Linked DNA regions of Mus musculus: region 1 is linked to region 2. A link is a contact called in public promoter capture Hi-C data. All regions are on one chromosome and are shown on one strand. The core of a region is the stretch at or near the end of the contact, and the rest is flanking DNA. Distances in the headings are between cores, read along the strand shown. Region 1 overlaps Ide (insulin degrading enzyme). Region 2 holds the start of Fgfbp3 (fibroblast growth factor binding protein 3).

The links. Promoter capture Hi-C pulls out the DNA fragments that hold promoters and counts their contacts.
Region 1: a contact with region 2 is called in a promoter capture Hi-C map of hematopoietic stem and progenitor cells. A contact is called at or near these places in 8 of 39 promoter capture datasets (the 3T3-L1 cell line, the HPC-7 cell line, cranial neural crest and 4 more), 1 of 484 Hi-C or Micro-C datasets (cerebral cortex), 5 of 130 datasets of targeted methods (bone marrow-derived dendritic cells, epiblast stem cells, forebrain and 2 more) and 4 of 9 other capture datasets (adipose tissue, liver, macrophages and 1 more).

The regions. Positions count from the first base shown.
Region 1 is chr19:37,306,300-37,309,054 of GRCm38.p6, forward strand. All of the region lies in intron 11 of Ide (insulin degrading enzyme), which reads right to left. Among named protein-coding and RNA genes, the nearest start is that of Ide, 27 kb to the right of the region's middle.
Region 2 is chr19:36,918,263-36,921,179 of GRCm38.p6, forward strand. It overlaps Fgfbp3 (fibroblast growth factor binding protein 3), which reads right to left and starts at 1,337. Exons shown (of 2, transcript NM_028263.1): 1 at 1,310-1,337; 2 at 1-1,015. The coding sequence starts at 954. The coding sequence ends at 202.

The sequences.
Region 1 (2,755 bases), core at 197-2,696, 390 kb after region 2:
TGTTTCTGTCTCACAGTCCACATCAATAACTAGGTCTGCATCAGCATTGGCTCGCTCTATTGGTTCCCCCAGGCTGACTGGAGCCTCTGAATGCTGCCCTCACAGTCGAATGCCTAGTGCTGCCATCAACACACTCATCTGCTCAATCCCACCCACTGTCAGAATCTCCAATTCTCTTTCCATTTTCATGTGTCAAGTGTATGTGTGTGTAGGGGGAGGTGGTGATGTGTGCATGTGGTAGTCCTAGGTGATGCTGTAAATTGTCCTCAATACTTTTCCACTCTACTCACTAAGGCAGGCTCTCTCAAGCAAACCCAGAGCTCGCCAATACTGTTAGTCTCCCTAGTGAGATTGCCTAGAGATTCCATCTCTTCCTTCCAAGACTGGAATTGCAAGTGGGCCTCCAAGGCCATCTGTCACTTACATGGTTCTAGCAAGCACTTTAACCACTAAGCCAGAAAACAGGCTCTGAGTGGATTCATCATGAATAACAAGTCGCAAATTAATATAATTATTTATGACTTATACTAGGGACCCAGCAAAGACACTCTTGCTGCACCTTGACAGAGTTTGATAAAGACACTGACTGGTCGGGCATAAGAAAGTGAGTTCTGAGGATAAACTAGAACAGGCGCACCCACAGACCAGCAAACAGTATCAGCACTGAAAAGAAACATCTCTACCTTAGAGTTAAAGAGCTCCCTCCTTGGATGGAAACTCCTTAGGTTGTACAGCATAACAGTAGCACACTGATGGGCCGAGTTAAATAACCTCTCCCGGTCTTTTCACTCTGAGCCTTTCCTTCCCTGGTTGCAATATTAAACTTGTCTCAGTGGGATTTAAAAAGTAAAATGTGAGCAGGGCAGTGGTGGCGCACGCCTTTAATCCCGGCACTTGGGAGTCGGAGGCAGGTGGATTTCTGAGTTCGAGGCCAGTCTGGTCTACAGAGTGAGTTCCAGGACAGCCAGGGCTACATACAGACACCTTGTCTTAAAAAACAAAAACAAAAACAAAAACAAAAAAACTACATGTACCTTTAAGCAACACAGTTCTTGCCTGGCAGCTGGCAAGATTACCACAGGCTGTTCTGCACTTCCTTAGTGAGCGGCCCCAGTTACAGTGACAGCAATCACAGATCTAAGCCTCTATAGGAAAAACACTTTTCTTTAAAGTGACAGTAAGCAGAAAAAGAGAGTCTTAAAGTCTAATTGCACAAGATAGCAAATTTAGAAACAGCAATTTAATCACACGTAAGCATGGGCTCCGGCACACGCACTCCCCAAAATGACTGACTTTAAGCAGCAAAGATTACTATTTAAATCATGATTTCTCAAGGGTGTGCGTGTGTTTGAAACATGTCATGTATGTGGGTACATGTTACATTGTGCATGTATGGAAGGTCTGAGAGAAACTTTGGAGAGTCACCGCAATGTGGGTTCTAGGGTTCAAATCAGGTCGCCAGGCGTGCACGGCAGGCATGCTTACTTGCTGATACACTGTGGGGTCCTGCTATATATATAGCCCATGCTCAAATAGACCTCAAATTCACTATATATCCCAGGCTGATCTCAAACTTGCCACCATACCCAGATGTCTTGTAGTTTCTGTGTGGAGGTCTTGTTCACTTTTAGTTAAATGCCTAAGTATTTTATGGTTTTGTTGTTTTTAATAAATATTTTAACTTCCCCATTTTCTGTGTTGCAATATACAGAACTGCAGTGGAGTTCGGGAGTTTGGCCTCATAGCCCACACCTCCTGCTATATCAGTTACAGCATCTGATTCACGCAAACTCTACCTCTTCTCCATCTAGGAATGAGCAGCTTCAGCTATATTAGTATTTAATTGTCAACTTTATTATTCAAAAAAGCAAAGTTCCTGACTTTTTTATTCTTTAGTATTTAAGTGAATTATCTGCAGCTGTAGGCATATAAGTAACTAGGCCATATATCTTAGCTTCTTTAACAACTAGTTTTTGAGTAAGATTTTCCGGATTACAATCAGCATTGAGTAACTGAGGATTAGACAACAACCATGGACTTACAATACTGGTACAAGACAGAGGCAGGCGTGGCGGGCACACCTGTGATCTCAGTGCCTGAAGATGAAGGCAGGAGACACAGGAGTCCAGGCTTATCCTCATGGCCAGCCTGGACCATGAGAGTCTTAAAAGACTGTAATTCTGAGTCTTAGGAGGGAGAGATGGGAGGAGCCATGAAGCTTTGAAGCCAGTCTGATTTACGTAGCAATTTATAGGCCAGTGAGGCTATAAAATGAGGACACACCCCCCCTTCAAAATACAGAACTTGGGCTGGAGAGATGGCCCAGTGGCTAAGGGCACTTGGAATTCTTCCAGGAGACTTAAACTCAGCTCCCAGCACCCACACTGGGTGACTAACAACCACCTGTAATGCCAGCTCCAAGAAACCTAATTCCCTCTGATTTCTAAGGGCATCCCACACATGGGGCACACAGCACTCAAAGACACAATTAATTGAATCAAAATAGATCTTACAAACAAACAAAGAAATTGAACACAAGATAGACTATAATTTGTTGTGATTGGATACATAAAACAGATTTAATTTCTGTACGATCTCATAACTTATTTTCACTGGGAAAGATTTCTAAACTTTGACCCTTAATGTATTTTTTTAAACAAAAAGTAAGGCATTTAATACTTTTATATTGATAAGGCATTTAATACTTAGCACTTAACATAGTCTGATAATAATCCATACTAATCTGAACGTTTTC
Region 2 (2,917 bases), core at 87-2,586:
TAAACATAAAATAAAAAACAAAAGCCCTCTCCAGCTGCTTCAGATTCTTCTTACCCTGACCCCTGACCCATTTTGGAATCCCGACTAGCCGACTAGCTTATTCTCCATCCCGGTTCCCTGTCCAAGGACATCTCCCGCCTCGGCTGCGCTACCCTCTGCTTCTCAGCACCTACCCCTAGTGCCCCTTGCCAGCCCGCAGCCTCAGCCATTCCAGAAGTTGACAAAGAAGTTGCAAAGGGAATGCCACTTCTCGGTGCAGTAGGTCTCAGTGAGCTCGGCATTCTGGTCCAGCCCATTGGGTTGGAATCCGGCCGCCGCAGGAGGCTCCGGAACTGGGTCTGAGCCCGCTTTCCTCCCGCCCGAGTTGGACTTCACTAGCAAGGGCTTCTTTTCCGGCTGGGAGCTTGGGGACCGCACCGACTGTCGCGACCGAGCCGGGCTCCGCGCCCTGGACCGGGGCGGCTCGCTGGGACGCGCGGGTAGGCTGGGGTGAGCGGGCGAGTGCAGGTCTGAGCCAGCCGTCTTGCGGGCGCACAGGCGTGGCGGCAGCGGCGCGGGGTCCAGGCAGGGCCGTGGTCTCCTGCGCAGCGCGCCCAGCAGCCGTCTCCAGTAGTGCGCGCGCCGGGCGCCGGTGGCCGCGCAGCGCTCCGGATGCCCGCGGTAGGCGCAATGCAGACTCGCCCCGCCCGGGGTCTGGCAGCGCAAGGCCAGCTCTCCGCCAGTCGGCGTCCCCGGGGCGGGTACCAAGAGCTGCCAGCTGCACGCGTGCTGCTCTGGACTCACGAAGCGACCGGAGGAGCCGACCGTGGGTCGGGAGGCCCGGGTCACTTCCCTGCCTGCTGCCCCCTTGTCCCTCCCGGCAGCCGAGAGGAGGCAGCCTCCCAGCAGCAACAGCAGCGTCAGCGGGGAGAGCGACGCCCGCGGCCTCGGAGGACTCATGCCCGCGTTGGCCATGCCACTCTGGGATTCCTGGGACCTCAGCGCAGGCAACAGGAGGCAAGGAGCATCCTAGGATCTGCGAATGAAGGCTACGGATGAGTCCCGCTCAGCCCTCTCCCTGGACACAGGAACCTGCCAACTCTCCTGACCGGACTTTCCCGAAACCAGTGTTCTCAGTTAGCAGGGAGAAGCCCCTTTAAAGAGCTGTCTGTCCTAAGGGAACAACTTAATGTTTAAGGAATCGTTTTTTAACATTCACTAAAATAGAAAAATGAAGTTTAATGATCACGCAACCACACACCCTCCACCCGTCACCAAACTGTCTACAAAATTATTTCAGATTAATCGGATACATGTACTTTTAGCTTACCGAATTCTAGAAGAGGTGGAAGGGCCCTATTGGAGTAGAGCGAATGACTGCATAAGGGATTAGTCTGTTTTAAACGGCTGTGAATGAACCTGTTATCAATGGGACAGAAGGGGCCTCCCCCTTCATGCCCCTCCCAGACTTCTCTCAGTAGGTTTCGGCCACTGCTAACACACACAGAAGATACACCCGCGTGCAGAAGCACGCGGAAGTGATAGAAGCAGCCATGTGACATGAAATATAAAATGCTGTATTTTGCTCTCACCGCTGAAAATAAGACAAATGTTAACAAAACTTTCTTTCCTTTTGAAACTTGTACATATTTATCTGGTCTATATATAGTTAAGAAAGATGAAATGAAACAATAATATTCAGAACCAGATGCTATTTGCAGGTTTTTTTTTGTTTTGTTTTGGTTTTTTTCGTTTTGCATTGCATGTATTTCTTCTGTGTGTGTGTACCCCAGAGATCCAACTCAGTTTGTAGGGCCCGGTGGGGTGACAAGTGCCTTTGCCTACTGAGTCATCTCAAAGGCCCCACTATTTTCAGTCTTTCTATTTATCATGTCACTCAGTTCTGTATTTTCATCAGTACATCCAAGTAGGGACATTTTGGTTTTTAACTATTTGGGATATGATAGATTAGTTCTAAATATTTTTTCAGAACTCAAAGGTCCTAAAAGGAATGATTTGCTTTGTGGTAGAAAAGTAATACAAATTCAAGTGGTGTAATGTTTAAGTAGTAATCTGTTCTTTGTATGCCTCTGTAGGAGGATAGAATTTGGGTTGGGTTAATTTTGCTGTTGTTTGTTTGTTTGTTTTTGGTTTTTCGAGACAGGGTTTCTTTGTGTAGCCCTGGCTGTCCTGGAACTCACTTTGTAGATCAGGCTGGCCTCGAACTCAGAAATCCGCCTGCCTCTGCCTCCCGAGTGCTGGGATTAAAAGCAAGCGCCACCACCGCCACCCACCTGCAAATTTTTTTTGTTTTGTTTTTTTTTTAAGGTTTATTTATTATTATATATAAGTACACTGTAGCTGTCTTCAGATGTGCCAGAAGAGGGCATCAGGTCTCATTATGGGTGGTTGTGAGCCACCATGTGGTTGCTGGGATTTGAACTCAGAACCATCAGAAGAGAGTTCTTACTCGCTGAGCCATCTCGCCAGCCCAAGGTTTATATATATATATATATAACATTTATAAAATAAAAAGAGAATTTTACATTTGTTTATTGTTTACTTGGTGTGTGTGCTCAAATGCTACAGTATACGTGAGGAAGTCAGAAGACAAGTTTCAGGAGTCTACTATCTCCTCCCACCTTGCAAGTCTCAAGAATTGAAGGATTCAACTCAGGTGGTTAGGTTTAGCAGCAAGTCTCTAATTTGCTGAGCCATCTTAGAAGACTCCCTTTTTAAAAACAGGGTCTCTTGGATCTTGAGTTTATTGTGTATCTGACTGTGACCTTGTATTTTAAGCAAAGTTATTTTTAAGCTTTGGGATTTTATATTCATCTCACTTTTAGCTCCATAGTATGTGGTCTTTTTTTACTTTAAGAGTATATTGCCGGGGCTGGTGAGATGGCTCAGTGGGTAAGAGCACCCGACTGCTCTTCCG